2 separate regions of the Mus musculus genome follow, and region 1 is linked to region 2. The links are chromatin contacts, called in public Hi-C maps. All regions are on one chromosome and are shown on one strand. The core of a region is the stretch at or near the end of the contact, and the rest is flanking DNA. Distances in the headings are between cores, read along the strand shown. Region 1 has its middle 10 kb from the start of Gm32294. Region 2 overlaps Kif11 (kinesin family member 11).

Region 1 (2,700 bases), core at 127-2,626, 84 kb before region 2:
CACCCCAGTGATGCTGGTCTCCCATCAATCACTGATTTTTCTGCTCCAACTAACCAGCATCAATCTGTCTCAGGAAATCTTTAGAAGGAAAGGTTCTTAATTCAAATATAACATACAAATGGCCCTGAGTCTTTGCTTCTGTCTGACACTTCGCAAGCCTCCATCAACAGTATCTCTCTCAACACTCTCTCATCTTCCTAGCGCTCACAAAACAGCCATTGAGCCCTGAGTACTCAATGACTTCTCCAGTCCAAAGCTCCAAAAGTTCTCCCACAAGCCACCCAAACTCAGCATGGTCAGGCTCTTCCTGTTCCATGTATCAGTTTCTCTCCTAGTTTGTTTCTCTGTTGCAGTCACAGCATCATGACCAAAAGCAATCAGGAGTGGAGGGCCTCTTTGGCCTACAGGTCACACTCCATCCCTGAGAGAAGTCAGGCCAGGAGCTCAAGGGAGGAAGCTGGAGGCAGCAAGCAACCGAAACAGAAACCAGGGAAGAACACTGACTGGCTGGCTACCCCTGTATATATACTCAGCCTGCCCTCTTACAGCACCCAGGACCACCTGCCCAGCGGTGGTACCACCCACAACGAGCTGGGACCTCCGACATCAGTTATCAGTCAAGAAAATCTCCCACAGACATGCTCACAGGCTGAGCTGGTGGAGTCTGCTCTTCAAATGAGCTTCACTCTTCCCAAGGGTGTTAGGTTGACAATCAAGATTAGCCATCACAACTGTAGTAATGAAAGTCTACTGTATCCACTCAAAGAGGAAGGAAAGTTCTGGTAGAAGTGAGGGAAGGGAGGGAGAAAAAAAAATCTGTCCTTTAGGACGTGTAGCCTTCTTTATGAACCATTTCTTAAACTATATATATATATATATATATATTTTAAACTTTGGTGTCACATTACAGCCAAACTGTACTTTATACTAAAGGTGTGGCATAGGGAAGATGAAGTTTAACATAGGAAGAACATGTGTAAAAACACTCAAAGCCACCAATAGTCCTTCTTCAACTGGCAGAGTCCAGGGGAAAGAACCCAACGCTATGCTCAAGGCTAAGCAAGTGCTGCCACGGAGCTGCAGGCCCTTGGCTTGTGAGACAGGGTCTCACTATGTAGCCCAGGCTAGCCTCAAACACATGGCCCTCCTGTCTCTGCCTTTGAGTACCGGCCATACAGACAGGAGATTGCCTGCCGAAGAAATGGCACACTTATGGAGTCTGAAAAGGTTGGCCACCTGGAGACCCAGCAGGGCCAGTGAGAGCCTTCCTGATCTGAGAACAAGTTTGAAGGAACGGGGAGATCCACACCACAGCTCTAATGCAGGCAACAAACTGCCACTTTGGTTCTCTTCGGGGCCTCAACTCGCACTGGGTGAGGACCAGCTGCTTTGCTTATGTATCCATTCAAATGTTAGTCTCACCCATTAACACCTTCACAGACACCTCAGAATGACACTTAGCCAAGTATCCCGGCATCCTGAGTATAGTCAAGCTGACACATGAAACAACTTGAAGCTTCATTTCCCCCCCCCCCATCCCAACACCCAATACATTGGATTCTGTTCCAGGACACAATCCAAATATCGCATTTAGAGATTGCTCCTTTTTATGTGACTACTTCCCCACAGGGCAAGGAAGCCGGTCTTTGTCCTGTCCACATTAGTAACTCGTTACACTGATAATATGGTTACCAATGGCTACCGAGTTTCACTTCTCACAGTCTCCCACCACAAGAGAGGAACTGTTCATACATTCTGTGGTTCACATTCAAAAGTCCTAGAGAAAGATTTTGACAGACTTGACTTGTCACGAGTGACTAGCTCAACATCAATCAGATATAACCTAGGGTAGGAGGGGTCGCACCACAGCAGGCTCTGGGGGAGCCAGTCCTGGGGAAACAGAGGAAAGAATTGGTAACGTGAGTGATGATATCGACTGAAGCTTAACATCACACTGGCCACTCAGCCCGTCAACCTGATGTCAGTGATGAAGAAACTCAAGCTCATAAAGAAACCGAATTCCCAAGACCCAGATCTAGCCTTTGGAGAAAGAGAAAATTGGTCTGGGCTGTCTATTTATCAGTCTTGGGCTCTTTATTTTGCATCCCTGAGCACCATCTTGACATTGGTTTTGATTCCAATAACAAATGAATCACAAATTAGGAACTTGGCCTCAAGATTTACTGAGCTTTAACTTGTGTGACAGGCTTTTTTTTTCTAGGGTGACACAACACATACACATCTACTCTCCCATCCCCACTCCATAGATGAGCCCACAACAAACCAAAGTACAGATACCGCCAAAGGCCAACTTGGGAACCGATGAGTTGGACTTTGGTGGTATCTATTGTAGGATATCTATCTGAGGTGAGTAGGGCTGAGTGTGTGTGTGTGTGTGTGTGTGTCTCCCTGAGGAAAGTCTTATACATAACACTACCCTACAGAAATACAAATCTCTCCCCTTTACTTCCCCAAGGGCAGGATTTCAGAATAACTAACATGCGGCAGATTATGATGCAAACTATTTTACTTAGCAAATAAGTGGGAGGGAGGAGAAGAAAGATGGTTTATCAAACCACCTAGATGGCAACCCTATAATAAAACCCTACATTTCCACTAAAGGGAAGGAGGCGATCTACACACATTAACAAAGCAAGTTGCACGCAAGCGTTAAACTTAGTATTAGAACACTAAGCTGGA
Region 2 (2,700 bases), core at 135-2,634:
ATGTATATATACATTTTTATTATATACAAGGAATAAAGTTTTAAAAGATAAACAAAATAGAAGTTATAGTCATAATTGGTAGTTTGAAAACAATCTTATCATTTCTAAGAGACTTAAAGACCTTTTAAGTGGGGCCTCAAGGTCTCCTGCATTAGGAGCCGACACTACAGGGAGGCTGGTGATGTGTCAGACCTCAGGAAGGAATGAGATGTGTGCATATCAGCGAGAACAAATGAAGGACCCAAAAGGAAGGGTCCTTCCAGGGTCAGGTGTTTTGACAGTGATTGTAAGGGTAATCAGTGAGATAGAAGAGTTCCAGGTAAAACCCTGCGTTTCTCATACTAAAGAAACCTTTCTGTAGGCTACAAAAGGTTAAGTGACAGGAAAAGGGAGACAGGAGTCGAAGACAAACTAGAAAAGGCTGGTTAGAGGTAGGGAAACAGCCTTGGCCAGACAGCAAAGGAGATGGCATTCACCAATACAAGTCTAAACCTGGAACAATGATTTCCATATATTTGGTATTTAATTATATACAAGAAAAATACTTACTTGTTACAGAAGAGCTTCTTTATATAAAAAGCTAGAAACACACACACATATTCAATGTAAATCCCAAATGATACCCAGCTTACTACATCCTTGGACTACAGGGATTATAAAAAAGACTTTCAGTTCAACTACAGTTACTGTGGGGCCCTCACACAGCAGTCCCCTTTTCATCTGTACATAGCTTCAGACTCTGGAGTTTCAGGTTGTATTTTAAAGATGACACCCTAAGCCTCAGATCAGCTAGAGGTTTATGGAGGTGTGAAGCGGCAGTCTGCTCTTGGAGATGGAGAGATCCGAGGCCTCTTCCACTTTATACTTCTCCACCGGGTTAAGGCCTCTGTTTTCTTTGTCTTTTCCATGTGGCTTTTTTCGCTGTGGGTTTAAAGGGGAGAAATGAAGTCACAATTATGTAACATTTACTAGACATTGCAACATTTTATTATGAAAGTTCTATGCATTATGGACTAAAGTTTAAATTTGAAAACCACAAAACACAAAAGGTAGGGTCTTCTTTACTTTACCAGTAATGGAAGAAGAAAGAATTACTTTTCTTTTTTGTTTGTTTTTTGTTTGGAGACCGGGTTTCTCTGTGTGTAGCCCTGCCTGTCCTGGAACTTGCTCTATAGAACAGGCTGGCCTTGAACTCACAGAAATACACCTGCCTCTGTCTCCTGAGTGCTGGGATTAAAGGCGTGTGCCACCACCACCTGGCATGAAATATTACTTTTTTTGCATTGTTTCTAAAACATAATTACAAATTTCCCTTTAAGACAGTGGTTCTCAAGAGCAAGTGATTCTGCCCCCTAGTGGACACAGGCAGTTATCTTGAGACAGGTTAGTACAAATACAAAGTGCTCCTAGCTGCAGTAAGAACCGGCCCCAGAGGAAGTGTTCAACCTGCAGGGCAGCTGACCACAACACGTAGTTACCCAGTTTAACAGATTTGTCACCACCAAGAAAGACTTTTATTTATCCTCTTTGAAAACCTGTTTCACAGTCTACATCTCTGAGGTGAAATCTAACCTGGTCTGCAAAGCAAGTTCCAGGACAGCCAGAGCTACACAAAACAATCCTGTCTCAAAAAACCAAAAGAAAAAGAAGGAGAAAAAGAAAGAAAGAAAGAAAGAAAGAAAGAAAGAGAGAGAGAGAGAGAGAGAGAGAGAGAGAGAGAAAGAAAGAAAGAAAGAAAGAAAGAAAGAAAGAAAGAAAGAAAGAAAGAAAGAAAGAAAAAGGAATTTTTACTCTATGTCTCTGGAATCAGGAAGAAAATCCTGCACACTGGGATTATGAGCGCTGAGACCAATAGCGAGATGTAAGTCAGCTCCTTGGCACGCATAAGGCCTGCCTGTGGGCAACGGTGAGATGAAGAATGACGAGCTGTGCCAGGCCAGGAAAAAGTAAGGGGTTAAAAGACAATGGGGGTGAAGCTGCCTTGAGGTACATAAGGGAGCTAAGGAAATCTGTAAATATGGAACAGTTAAACCTGCATGGAGAGAGAACTTTTAGACCTCCAGAAAAAGGATCCAAAAAACTACTAAAATTAGATACATAACATATATAATAATACAATATATATGCACATATGTAAGTATGCACATATATAACATGTAATATATGTATAAAAATATACATATCAGCATCCTAACTGTAAAAATGGAGATATTATATGTCTTGCATAGGAAATTTTTACTTTAATCTAGGCTCCTGTCTTTAAAATATAGGGAAAGCTGCCAAATAGGATTTTAGGGGTGTTTGTTTTGACATAGGGCTCACTGTGTGGCCCTGGCTGGCCTGGAATCACCATGAAGACAGACTGGCCTTCAATTTGTAGAGCTCAAACTGTTTCTGCTGCTACAGGGTTGTGATCACAGGTGTTCATTCGATGCCTTACTTGGTTGGCACCAGGCACTTTTGAATGGCTTGTTCCTAACTATGTTAAAAGGGCACGATGCCTCACATCTGCAATTCCGAAGGCAGGAGAACTGCTAAAGTCTAGGCAAGCTGTTCTACTGAGTGTGACAGTTTCAAGGATAACAAGGTGGTGGGCATAGGATCTGTCTGTCAGGTGATTTAAATGTACAGCATCAGAGCAACAGAGAGCTCAGGAAGTCCTGGGGAGCAATGAACAAGGAGAGCCACAAGGTGGCAGGA

What was found. A called contact is a pair of places that touch in the nucleus more often than the background predicts.
Region 1: a Hi-C map of bone marrow-derived macrophages shows a contact between it and region 2, with 54 read pairs. A contact is called at or near these places in 1 of 39 promoter capture datasets (hippocampal neurons), 65 of 484 Hi-C or Micro-C datasets (3T3-L1-derived adipocytes, B cells, B-cell progenitors and 45 more), 17 of 130 datasets of targeted methods (the 230-238 cell line, CD8 T cells, the G1E-ER4 cell line and 10 more) and 5 of 9 other capture datasets (adipose tissue, bone marrow-derived macrophages, embryonic stem cells and 2 more).

What each region holds. Positions count from the first base shown.
Region 1 is chr19:37,502,232-37,504,931 of GRCm38.p6, reverse strand. No RefSeq gene overlaps it. Among named protein-coding and RNA genes, the nearest start is that of Gm32294, 10 kb to the right of the region's middle.
Region 2 is chr19:37,418,480-37,421,179 of GRCm38.p6, reverse strand. Kif11 (kinesin family member 11) reads right to left here. Exons shown (of 22, transcript NM_010615.2): 22 at 1-921. The coding sequence ends at 790. Among named protein-coding and RNA genes, the nearest start is that of Hhex, 15 kb to the left of the region's middle.